Linked DNA regions of Muntiacus reevesi: region 1 is linked to region 2. Evidence: chromatin contacts called from public Hi-C data. All regions are on one chromosome and are shown on one strand. The core of a region is the stretch at or near the end of the contact, and the rest is flanking DNA. Distances in the headings are between cores, read along the strand shown.

The links. Hi-C and Micro-C count contacts between places; a contact is called where the count stands out from the background.
Region 1: a Hi-C map of muscle shows a contact between it and region 2, with 10 times the contacts expected there. The contact joins the promoter of CNDP2 here to the promoter of TSHZ1 in region 2. A contact is called at or near these places in 2 of 3 Hi-C or Micro-C datasets (blood and muscle).

What each region holds. Positions count from the first base shown.
Region 1 is chr4:4,359,324-4,365,747 of mMunRee1.1, reverse strand. It overlaps CNDP2 (carnosine dipeptidase 2), which reads left to right and starts at 2,288. Exons shown (of 12, transcript XM_065932293.1): 1 at 2,288-2,349; 2 at 5,493-5,583. The coding sequence starts at 5,524. It also overlaps the pseudogene LOC136166240.
Region 2 is chr4:3,836,582-3,843,018 of mMunRee1.1, reverse strand. TSHZ1 (teashirt zinc finger homeobox 1) reads left to right here and starts at 4,409. Exons shown (of 2, transcript XM_065932288.1): 1 at 4,409-4,774. The coding sequence starts at 4,735. It overlaps PTGR3 (prostaglandin reductase 3), which reads right to left and starts at 2,446. Exons shown (of 2, transcript XM_065932289.1): 1 at 1,704-2,446. The coding sequence starts at 1,912.

The DNA.
Region 1 (6,424 bases), core at 1,039-3,538, 520 kb before region 2:
GGAATTAAATTTAAATGAATAGGTGTTCCTTTTGCAATAGAGATAATAAAAGCTTCTAGCAAAGATGCCATCAGGCTCTTGGACTCTGTACCTCCCACTGCAATCGGTCACGTCAAGCAATCAGCCGAGAAGCTGATTGAGGAGAAGGGACATGTGGAAGCCCTGGCAGCAGCCCTGGCCCACATTTCCGGTACCACATCGGTAGACCAGCGCTCCTTGATCAACTCAGAAGCGGGCTTTGTGACCATGATCTTGTGGTGCTCAATTGAAACGCCAAACATTAGTTATGCTTGGAAAGAACTTAAAAAGCAGCTGGGTGAGGATATTGATTTCAAAGTGAAGGGAATGGTCTTTCTCAAAGGAAAGCAGGGTGTTTGCTTTGATTTCCCTACTGCATCAGTAACAGAAGTACAGGAAGAGTGGCATGATTCATGGCTCTGGTAGCTTTCTGTGGCCACGGAGCAACCAGAGCTAGAAGGTTCATGGGAAGGATATCGCAGCTTCCAAGGACAGCGGGAAGGCAGCCGAGGTGTCAGGGGACAGCAGGAAAGAAGTAGAAGCTCCAGAGGACAGCAATCAGGAGGTGGCAACAAAAGTAACAGATTCCAAAACAAAGGTCAGAAGCGGGGTTTTAATAAAGCTTTTGGACAGTAACATGAAGTAGAGGATTTATTTGGCAAAAACAGAACTATGTTCAGCAATGTGGAACTGAACTTTATTTTTCATACAAAGTTAAAAGCACATTATATTTCCTTCCTGACCACTTGCCCAGTCCGCATCTTTTGTATAGAGAAAAGCTTCATCTAAATTATCTCATCTGATTGATGAATGTCATTTATAACTTTATTGCTATTTCCGTCTTGGGTATTCCTTTGGAAAAGGTGTATGGATTCATTACATATTCTAATGTATTGTTTATAGATTTTAAGATAAAGTCAAGCATGTATCTGCTGATAATTTTTAAGTTGACCTGTCTTTATACTTAGAAATGTCTCTTAATAGCAGGCTTCCCTGGTGGCTCAGATGGTAAAGACTCTCCTGCAATGCAGGATCTCTGGGTCGGGAAGATCCCCTGGAGAAGGAAATGCAACCCACTCCAGTAATCTTGCCTGGAGAATTCCATGAACAGAGGAGCCTGGCAGGCTACAGTCCATGGGGTTGCAAAGAGTCAGGCATGACTGAGCAGCTATCACTCAGGTAGATACGTGTTACAACTTGACAAAATTCTGTGAGAGATGTTGATAGAAACAGGATTTTGAAGGAAAAACAAACCATGTTAAAATTTAGGTAAATTTTCTAATAAAATTTTGTAACATATTTACAGTATGTGGGAAACTACATCTCTTGCAACCACTAAACTTGTTATTACAACAACAATACAGAATGTAGGGGCGGTAAAACTTTTGCCAAATATGGGGGGTAGTACTCTAAGAGAAGGAGAAGAAGGCATCAGAGGATGAGACGGTTGGACGGCATCACCGATGCAGTGGGCGTGAACTTGGGCAAACTCCGGGAGACCGTCAAGAGCAGGGAGGCCTGGCGTGCTCGGTCCATGGGGTCGCAAAGAGTCGGACACGACTGGACGACTGAACAGCACCACCACTCTTAACAGATAATCGTACCCCCAAGGATCCTTGGAGGGCTTAAAAAGATGATAGCAGACGCTCAATAAATAAAAGTGGCTCTACTTCCTTCATTAGTCCCTGTGATTACTGAATTTAAATACTAAAATATTTCCTCACTCAGTCATGGTACTGGCGAAGGACTGGCGAAACAAGTGGCAAAGCGTGAAACCGCTGCACGCTCCGCACGTCCCTTAGGAGCTGGGCCGCGGGAATGAGACTGTCGGCGGGAGGTCTGGGTTTTTTTTTTCCCCTCTCCCAAAGCCTGAGGGTTCGGGGGGGGTGGGAGCCCCAACTTCAGACGCCGCTGCACCAAAGACCACCTCTCAAACCTCATCGTGGAGGCACCAGTGGGTAGAGGAAGGTCACCACCCGGGCAGGTGCTCTGGAGCCCCGCCTCCCCGACTGCAGCCCCGCCCCATCCCTGCCCAGCCTCCCCGGCCTCAGCCCCGCCTCCCCGGCTTCAGCCCCGCCTCCCCGATTTCAGCCCCGCCCCGCCGCAGTCACGTACCGCGTGGTGAAAGGCGGGGCGACGGCAGGGCGGGGCGACGCTATTCCCAGAAAGGCCCAGGATTGATGGACGGCACGGAGGCGGGGGCGGGGCGACGCCGGCTCTTCCGGAAGGGATCCGGGATTGGCGGGCGGGGCGGGCCCGGTGGGGGCGGGTCCGTCCCGGGGGGCGTGGCCGGGGCACGTGGTGCGGAACCGGCGCTGCAGCTGCGGGCGGGTGAGCGGCCTTCTCCCGGCGGAGAGGTCCCTGAGGGCGGCGGGAGCGGGGCGCGATGCCGGGATGTGGGGCCGCGGGCCGCCTCCGGAGAAGCAGGGGAGGCCGGGCGCGGTTGGGGAGCCGCTGATGCCGGCCCGCCCCGAGGGCCGGCGCGTGGCCGTCCCAAATGGCAGGAGAGGGTGTTGGGTCAAAACGCAGCCCGCTCCGCCTGGGGGTCGGGGCTCTGAGACTGCGGGGGGCGCGCCGGCCTGTTGACCCTCCCGCGGCGAGGCCCGCAGAGAACGAAAGCCTGGCTCTCCCCGCGGAGCCCTTGGCGGTGGTCGAAGGTTGGTGCTGCGCCCGCGGGGCAGAGGCCCGGAGTCGGGGGTCTCTAGCCCCCCGCCCGCACTTGAGGCCGGAAGGTTGCTCTGAGGCAGCGTCCGCCTTCCCACCGGTCAGGTGCGGTGATGCTTGGTTCCCGGTCGGCCTACACTGAGTCCTTGAGACCCTGGTCCTCGCGGGCAGGGCCTCCGACCCGCCCCCGCCGCCCTCACAGGATCCTGGTGCTGACGCAGCGATCTGGTGGAGGTTTCTGCATGCCTTTGTCGTCCCTGGTGTTGGCAGGGAGGAGTGGCCGAGGGTCATTTTGTAGACCTGTATGTTTGCGATTGGACAAACTAGAGGGTTCCGCCCCGTTTTAGTGGTTTTTACGCAGACTTAAAGCCAAGATTCTGGTGTGTGTTAAGTCTCTTCCTGTGTCTTGAGTTAATGCGGGACAGGATGGGGCACTCATAACTGAAGGAATCTTTTATAGGTGTCACTGGATGGTCCCGGGTGCTACCCTGTCACTCCTTCCTCTCACACTAGTTCACTGCCGAGGCTGTTTCTCCCTAGAATTTTAGATTCCAAGAGTGCAGTGTGCCTGGCACTCTTCAATTTGGTAATACTTGCTTTTATTCCCTCCAGCTCAGGACTTTTACCCTCCTCAGTGTGGTTCACCAGGACATATAAAAGTGGTCCCACTTAATGGATTTGGTGCTGGCAGTAGTGAAACAGGAAAAACTTGAACTGTGAGTGGGAGGGAGAAATGGACCCGGCCCCACCCCTCTGGGTGAGCAGTTCATAACAGCAGTAGCTTTTCACCCGGCCTGGTGAGGTGGCAGGCCGTGCTGAACAATCTGGTCTCTGTTTACTCTCCTTTGGTTTAAAAAAAAAAAAAGAAGTGCAGCTTTGATAGTTCCATCTTTGACTTTAGCTGGAAGGCCATTGCTTAATCAGGCCACAAAGAACATGGTATTAATGAGAATTTATCACAGTGAGTGTGGGATCTGTGCTATTTAATGACCAGAAACTCAAATGAAAATTACCTGACTTAGCGTATTTTCCTGCTAAATAGAGGTTTCTTTTGTGATTGAAAACTTTGACTTATGTGCAGTGCCTCAGCATTTTTGACCCCATCATTGAGATACGGGAGAAGGCAATGACAACCCACTCCAGTACTCTTGCCTGGAAAATCCCATGGATGGAGGAGCCTGGTAGGCTGCAGTCCATGGGGTAGCTTGGAGTTGGACATGACTGAGCGACTTCACTTTCACTTTTCACCTTCATGCATTGGAGAAGGAAATGGTAACCCACTCCAGTATTCTTGCCTGGAGAATCCCGGGGACGGCGGAGCCTGGTGGGCTGCTGTCTATGGGGTCACACAGAGTCGGACACGACTGAAGCGACTTAGCGGCAGCAGCCGCAGCTTTGAGATAAGACCCTCAGCTGAAACAACCTGAGTTGGCTGGGAGGTCTGTGTGCTCTGTCGCTGATATTGGAAGAGGATTTTCCTTACTGAACTCTGACTGCACATCCACAGTCTGCTGCCAGACTTTGTGATTCTGAATTAAGTCCGTCGTCTGTTTAGAGCTCCTCATGGCTCTGACGGTAAAGAATCTGCCTACAGTGCAGTAGACCAGGGTTCAATTCCTGGGTCAGAAAGATCCCCTAGAGAAGGGCATGGCCACCTACTCCAGTACTCTTGCCTGGAGAATCCCATGGACAGAGGAGCCTGTTGGGCTACAGTCCACGGGGTCACAAAGAGTCAGACAGGACTGAGCAGGTAATACTTTCACTTCTTTCTGTTTAGAAATGACTTCAAAGTCCTAAACCGAGAAAAAGATACTCTTTAACTACAGTGTGTCCATACGTGGGTGCCTGTCTGGTGTCTCCTCCAGAGATCAGTTGGCAGGGTCTTGTGACTCTGAGCTGCAGTTGTGAAATACTTCCCGTCCCAGCGGTGCCGAGTTTGCTCCTGGTCCCTGAACTCTTCTCAGTCACTGCTGAGGCTTGAATCTTGCCACGTGATGGAAGCTGAGTTGTTACTTGGAAGGAGCGAGGGGAACCCCCTCTGAAAGTCCCAGTTCTGGGATTTTCTTTATCCCACGTGGGTTCCAGTTTTTAAAGATGCAGAGTCAAGTGGCACCTTCTCCCCTGTGTCAGTAAGGTAGAGCAGGATGTGTTTGGTCTCACACAGAAGCTGGACGTTCAAAAATGCACCTGGGGAGGTGGACGTTTCTCTTCCCTAATCAGGCCCCGGTGGACTTTCACATGCTGTCCTGGCCGTTTCTGGACCTGGGCTGTCAGTTTCCTTAACCTGAACCCACGTTCCTCTCCTTGGATCTTGGGTGCTATGCTGTTGGTTTGCAGTGTAGGGACACATGTGACATTTTTGCTGAGCGCCTTGGAGTGATTCTTTCCTCTGTGGTAATAGTAAGTGGCAAGTTCTCTGTGTGCTTTGAGAGTAAAATTAAGTTTTTTTTAAAAAGTGTTAAGAACAGTGGTATATCAGTACTCCTGGAAAGTACCTGCTTTTAATTATATCAGATTGTCTTCAACTCAGGCCCTTGCTTCAGTTACCTGCCATTCTGTCACACAATTCCTGGGTGTGTTTCCTTCTGAAAAAAAAAGAAAAAAAGAAAGAATGGAGATCAGCCTGAGCCTCTGATTGCTTTCCCGAGCCGTTGTCTCTGCTGAGGTCACTTCCTGGAGCCCTCGTGACGGCTGTGTCCTGTGCTGTCGGGGCGGGGTGCAATTTATGATCCTTAACAAGTGCCTCCCGGGTCTGGGGATCAGTCGGGCCCTGTCTCGAGGCAGCACTGACAGGTTCTTCTGCCTTCCAGGAGTCTCCAGGGTCTGCGGTCTGGTTGAAAGATGTCGGCCCTCACCACCCTGTTTAAGTATGTGGATGAAAATCAGGATCGCTATGTTAAGGTAAGGGAATGTTTAGTGACTGTTCAGGTCCAGTTTAATCCCATGGGACCCAGAGAAACTTCCAAGGAGTTAATATGATTGATGCTGTTCTAATCGAGTATTAAAATTGCTGTCTAGGCAGAGAAAGACAGATGCTAGTGTGATCTCACTTATATGTGGAATCTGAAAAAGTTGAACTCAGAGAAGTGGAGAGTTGAACCCTGGTTGCTAGGGACTGAGGGGTGGGGAGATGGGGGTTTGGCCTAAGGGTTCAGACCTGTTACGGGATGAATAAATTCTGGGGATCCAGTGCACTGCGTGGTGAATATAGTTATCAGTACTCTGTTGCATGTTTGAGTAGATGTTAAGTCTTGCCCCCCAACCAAAAAAGAAGGTAACTTAAATTGTATATTGTCGAGAGGTCTTTTCCTCTGCTTTCTCATTACAGTATGTAAGTTACTGTTTCGGCTTTTGATAGAAACTTTTAATACATGTTTCTAGAAACAGCAAAGCTAATTCAGGATTTTTGTCTGTTCTTGTGGTAGATATAAAGAACTACCTTACATTGCATGTTTTAAATGATTCTGTAATCTTATGTGTTAATCTGTTTCTTGATGTTAACCTAAAGAGCCATGCTTTAAAATCACCTTTGGTAGACATATTTCAGGTGAAATCTTTCGAGTTCTCATTTGAAAAATTCTATTTTAGAGAACATGGCCATTCTCAAGATGATAAATAAGGCAACTTGGACTGTGAAGATATTGGGTATTTTCTGTATCTTTCAATTTTGTCAGAATCAGATATAAACGTGTTTATGAAACTTACACATTTCATAAAAAAAACTTACATGTCTTGCAACCAC
Region 2 (6,437 bases), core at 3,160-5,659:
GGGCAGGAACACCTCCAATGCGGCGCGGGCGGGGGTCCCACCGCGCGGCTGCTGGGAGTGCGGGAACTTCACACCTTCCCCTGCCCGCCCCGCTCAGCCGCCCCTCCCCACTTCACACCCTGTTTGTAAAAGGTGTTCTTTTCCCAAGCAGCCGTGGTATGTGCCATCAGGACTCACAGTTCACAGTGAGCAGTATCAGGGGGAAAAAAAGAGAAAAAGCCTGCGTGAAACTTTGCCTGTTGGGTTTCTTCGGTGGTTTTTTCAATCTGAGTCTCGTCTCGTTTCAAGCAAATCACTCATGTGTTTTGTATGTCCTGCGTGAACACTCACCCACCCTTCTTTTCAACTTGGCAGGACGCGCGTCTGGATCTCAACTGCCTTAGCGGTTCCTGGTACTGATGAAGAAATCCTCCGAAGCCCGGGTCCCAGCAGTGCACTTCAGCCCACCGGTTCGGGCGCCCCCTGCCCCCACCCCTTTCCCAGCCTCCACTCAGCCCCACCTTTGGCTCACTTGGTTTCTACCTCTCCAACAGGTTCCCAGAAATTTGACATCCTGGTCAGAATTCCGAAGTCTCCCAGCCAAGTTGGGAAGGCTGATACGAATCTCTATAAATGGACCGTTCAGCATTGCCCCAAGCTGATTAGATAAGACACACGGTCCCTCAGTCCTCGCCGAGGACCGGGTGCTTTCGAGCACACCACTGACAACCTGGTTACAACCAAAAGTTACTTCTCCCTCCGAAAGTATTACGCAACCTGAAATATGCCACACTCGCCCCACAGACGGGACTGACCGGGCGGGCGAGCCCCGCTCTCGCCAAGGGGGATGGAGGAAGCGGACGCCCCGCCTGCAAGTCAGGCAGCTAGGGGACCCACCGGCAGAGCCGCAGTCACGGCTCTGCAGAGTGAGGTCCCTTCCCTCTTGTTGCTTCAGCAGTTACTAAGGATTAGTGAGATGGAAGCAAATTAAGGTGGGCAGTGTGGAGGTGGAAAAGACAGTCCGAAGGTCGGGCGACGACCCGAGCCTCATCCAGTCTGCAAAACTTGCGGCCATGCCCCCGCCCCGGCCGCGCCGCCCAGGACGCGCGCCCCGCGCCCCGCGGCACACTGCAGGGCACAGACGACAGTCACACACAGCTGACAACACCCAGACGGCACCGGCGAGGTGCACTCCAACACACCCAACGACAGGCTCCACCACAGCCAGGCAGCTGCCAACCTGGAGCGGACAGGAACAGCCAGCCGGGGCCCCGGCCTCCTTCCTCCAAAGCACGTTACCTAAACGTCGCGGTTTGTGTCCAGGCTGTTCACAACTCCACCCTAAAGATTAGGCGATCGCTGGAGCCGTGGGTGCGCGCGGGTGGGCCGGGCAGGGAGCCTCCCCTTCTGGGTCCCGTCGGTTTTATTTCGGGAGCGGGAGGGGGAGGAGGAGGGAGGGCTGGGGGAGGGGAGGGGAATCCCAAATTAAAATAACCCTCCGTTATGAGGACGCTCGGTGCCATCGGATATTCACACCGGCAACAGTCTCATTACGCTCGCCTTCGCCAGATGGCGGCGGGTTCAACTTCCCGGGATCTCGCAAAGTCGGGCTGTGCGCCCGAGCGCGCGCCGGGAGTGGGGACGCCGGCGGGCGCGGGACAGCCCCGGAGCCGCACGGCGCGGCGCGGGCCGGGGCCGGGGCGGGGGACGCGCGCCGGGCTCACCGGTTCCGGACGAGGAGGTCTCCGTCCCCGGGGAGTGGCACCGGGCAGTCCCGGCGCAGGGTGACGGCCTCGCGGAAGTTGGGGCTCAGCCGGGTCACCACCAGCTTCTGCATCGCGCTAGGGATGGCCGAGCCCTGGAAGTCCAGGAAGTGGCGGGCGTACGACATGTCCACGATGGCTCGGGTCCCGGCGAGCGCTAGCCTCTGCATGGCCCGCGCCTCTGCCTGTTTTCTGCGCCGCCGTTGGCCGGGGTCGCGCCCAGTCCGGGCCGCTCGGCGAGGCTCGGCTCCGCGCAGCGGGCGGAGCGGGCGGGTCCGCCCCTCCTCCGGCCCGCGCCCTCCCCTCGGCTACCCCCGCCCCCACTTCCCCACTACGCTTGACGCCCGCTCCCCCCTCCTGCCCCGCCGCGCGCTGCGCGGGGAGTCCGCGCAGCCCCCGCGGTTCCCGGGCGCGCCACCCCCGGGGTCTGGGCCAGGGGATCGCTGCTGCCCCGGCCGCTGCTCCTTTAATCTTTTTGTTTTGGTTTGAATCTGCTTGGCGCAGACTGGCCAAGGATTCTCTCCACCCTCCCCCTTCCTCCCGGCGCCCGGGAGGCACCGGATATCTCCACCCTCCCCACGGTCTAAAAGCCGGATTTGACTCCTCTAAAAGGGTGAGGGGGGCGGCGAGGGCACCCGCGCGTCCCGCGACCGCCGCGGCCCACAGCCGGCGGCAGCCCGGGGCGTCCTCGGAGCTGCGCGGCGCCCGGCGGCCGGCGCAGGCGCCTCCCCTTCCCGTGCGGAGCGTTCACTTCCTTGCAAGGTGGTACGAATCAACCCCGAGCGCGGCCGGGGCGGCGGGGCACGGCCCGGGCCCGAGGCCGGGCGGGGAGCCCTGGGCGCCGGTACCGGCGCAGGAGCACCCAGCGCCGGGCGGGGGGCGCCCAGGGTATCCTGCGACCCAGGCTGTTGGCCCTCGTCCTCGCGACGCCTCGCCCGTGCCTTCTTGCCCTTAGTCTGTCCCATGTAAGTTGCACGAACTAAGCCATTTTATTTATTTTGGCTAAGACTTCATGTTTTTCCATAACTGTTTTAAGTGGCCTCTACAAGACTGTTACGGGTTTCCCACTGGGAAAGAAACACAGATACTGGATACCAGAGGGTCAAATTCCAGAGCACACTAACATCTTAAACTTCTGGGGTGGGGGCTGGGGGTTGGGGTGCCGAGGGCCTTAATGGAACTGGAGACGTTGCCATGATGTATGGGGACCTTTTCTTATAACCCAGCTAGAAAGATCTGCCATTCCATCGTGTCAATTATCTCCCTGTTTGTATTGACCAAATAATCAATTCACGTTTCACAGAGGGGCCAGATTAAATATTTTCCACATTTTTTGTGTGTGTAATGAGCAAAGTCCATCATTAAATTTTTATTAAAGGAATACATTGTAGTGAAACATGTTTCCTTATTGTCCACTTACCCATTAATTACCAAAATATAAAAGCCGCGCAGTGCCCCTCCGCAATCACACCTAACCCCCAAACTAGGATTGCAAAAGTGACACAGGTATTTTTATCTCAAATGTTGGACATTCCTCGTCCAAGGGTAGTTTGTGTCCACGTGGGTGCGTGTGTGTGAGTGTACAAGCGGGGGCGGAGGGGGAGACTCGCAGGTTTAAAAATCTGCAGGAACTAGTGTCTACTCAACTTGGCTTATAACACATGGGCTTCACCCACGGTCAGCCGGTGGATTATAATAACAAACCCCTCAATGTCTTTCTCCAACGTGCAATCTTTTATGTTATGCCGTATTAAGATTTCTTTTTTGTGTCATATTGTTTAGCTCGGGGGGAAAAAAAAAGAAAACAAAGCAATTAAAAAGATTGACAGGTATGGTTTGTGAGAGACCTATTTGTAATTGTCAGGGTGACGTTGGCGAGAGGAGGAGGAGTAAAAACTGAAGCCGGAAAAGCAGCTCGATGTGTCTGTCTATCAGTTGAGACTGTCTGAAAGCTCTGCGATCCGAATGTGTGTTATATTTCACTGAAAAGAGGAGCGAGCGAGAGTGCATCTCCTCTCTCCCAGGAGTTTGGGGGGGACCGTCCACGCTCATCTCGCCCACCCAGTGAATGTCTGCTCTTCACCCCTTCGCGCACACTCTCCGGGTTGTTGTTGTTGGCTTTTTTTTTTTTTTTCTAGGAAGGGGGGTGCTTTTTGTGTATTTTTCAAAATTTTTCTGTTGGAAGATCAAGACCGGCCAAAAATCCATGATCAAAATGTGTTTGCATTAGATTTCGCCTCCGAAGAAGCGGCGATCCTGGCGGCACAGCCCCGCGGGGAGCGCGGGGCAGCGAGTGGCGCTCCGGCGGCGGGTGACACTGTTTGATCTGTGACTGTTTGGAAGGTGGAGCAGCGCCTGACATCTCCCCCCGGCGCATGTATGTACGGGGGCTTCACTCCTGTCTTGTTTGCTTTCTTCCTCTTAGACTAAGTGCGGGGAGGAAAAGGACAGCCCGGATCGGCCTCGCCGGCGCACAATGAGCAAGCTGCGACCCGCGCACTAAAAACACTCGCCGCGACCCCCGCACCGCCTGGAGCGAGGGGGAGAGAAAGTTGCGCTCCGAGACTCTCGGCTCGCGGAGGAAGGCGCAGGGCAGCGCCCACAGCGGCGCCCGGAGGAGCGCCCGCCAGCAGCACCGCGGCGGCGGGGAGGCGGCAGCATGGAGCGCGGGCCGCGGGCCGGCCCTCCGAGCGCCCGCCGCTGCGCCCGCGGCCCGCGCCGGGGATGACTCTGGGCTCGGCGCCCAGGCCCCGCGCGCTCCGCCCGCAGCCCGGCGGCCGGGACGCGGCCCGCGCGGCCGCGGCCGCCGCCTCCTGAGCGGCCCCGGGCGCGGCCGTCCATGCGAGCGGCGCCCCGCGGACCGCGGCGCGCCCGGAGCCCGGAGCCCGCGGGGACGAGGCCAGAGTTGGGCGCGCCGCGGAGTTGCGCCCGCGCCCGGGGCCCCGCGTCCCCGCGCCCCGCGAACTCCGGCGGCGGCTGAGGCCCGAGCAGCATGCCGAGGAGGAAGCAGCAGGCCCCCCGGCGCTCGGCAGGTAACGGGCGCGCGGGCCGCGCCGCGGGGAGCGGGGCCGGGGGGCGCGGCGCGGGGGGCGGGGGGGGGGGGGGACCCGGCGGCCGGCGCGCGGGGCGGGGGCGCGGGCGGCGCTCCCCCTCTGGGCCCGGGAGCGAGGCCCGGCCCGCGCCCGGCCGCCAGCGCCCCGGGGCAGCCGTCCGCGTCCCCCCACCTGGGCCGGCGCGCGGAGCGGAGAAACTTCACGGCGCTCCTCGGCGCGGCGAGGAGCCCCGACGGGCTGGGGAGGCCGGGGGAGGCCAGGAGGCCGCCGGAGCTCCTGGCCGCCTCGGGAGGGGGCGTGCGCCGGGCAGACGTAGCTCCTCCGCGGCCTGAGCGCGATGGGAAAGTCCTCCGGAGGCGGGGAGGCTGAACCTGACACTTGAAATAAGGTCACCGGCCTGGGACGCAAGGAATGCAGTTGGAGGATTTCTCTGGAAAATAGCAGCCTTTAATGTCCTGTGCGAGAGGCTTCTGCCTTTTTTATTACCTCTAAAGATGTCTTTTGATCAGGCCAGCACAAGGCAGTGATAGTGCAGAATCTGATTGAACAGAAAAGTTATTTTTCTCTGGAGGAGGAACTGGCAGGAGCTGGTTTTCCTTGTTTTCTGTTTTATTAGAGGATTGCCATCCTTGATTTGATGTGTGATTGATCGCCTGTCATCCGGCGGCCTTTGATCTATTCATTCCTGATAAACATCAATAAATCACTCACCATGGAAACACACATGCTCCTGACAGCTCAGCCACTCTCAGGGCGACTTTTCTCTCTCGCTCCCCCTTTTTCCTGCTCCATTTTAATTTTGTCTCAGAAGTTTTACAGCTGCAGCATCCTCAACTCAGCTCACCTCCTAATCCATGGCTGAGACCCTGGCGTGGGTCGACTGCAGTGCATTTTTCACTGCAGGTCTGAAAATAGCCGGATAGTTCTTTCCGCTGCCTACTGAAGTCTTGTCTCGATTTTGGACACTGTTTATGGAGCTTGGAGTACCACCGATCTGCTAGTGAGTTATCACTAAGTAAGAGAGTAAATCAACTCTCCTCAAGCTGTTAGGGGGGGAAAAAGTAATAAAAGGGTGTTTTGTGTTTAAACAAGTGTGACTGTTTGTTGCAGTATAGAATTGAATCTGAATAATTTTTAGTGTTACCCTCAGTAATGGGCTCCTGTTCATGTCTCCATAGATGCCTTTTCTAGGGAAGCGTTTAAAGCAGAGGTCATTGCTCCCCCAAATCTCACAAATAATATCCACATGTACAAGGGGTCAAATAAAAGAAGTTAATGACTTCTGTTAGATCCTTGAGAGAAATGCTTGCCAGAGCAGAGGCAACTTTGATGTTCAGCATTCATAGCATAAAGTGGACAGAAAGGGGAATGTTTATTTTTTTTAATGAAACTTTGAAGAGTGCAGTAAGATACTGCAGAGAGTATGTGCCTCCCTGCTACCCCCTAAATGTATAGCACCATCCATAAAGACATTCACCCTTCGCTTGTGCTGAAAGTGAGAGGTCTCTTAGCGTTTTTACTACCAGAGGGATTTATATGACAGAAGGTACATTGAAAGGTTGCATTTCGAAGATGACTCGTGGGCACTGAAGAACTTTTGCGGTTAGAGTGCAGTGGATGTTTCTGAGGACAAACAAAATGC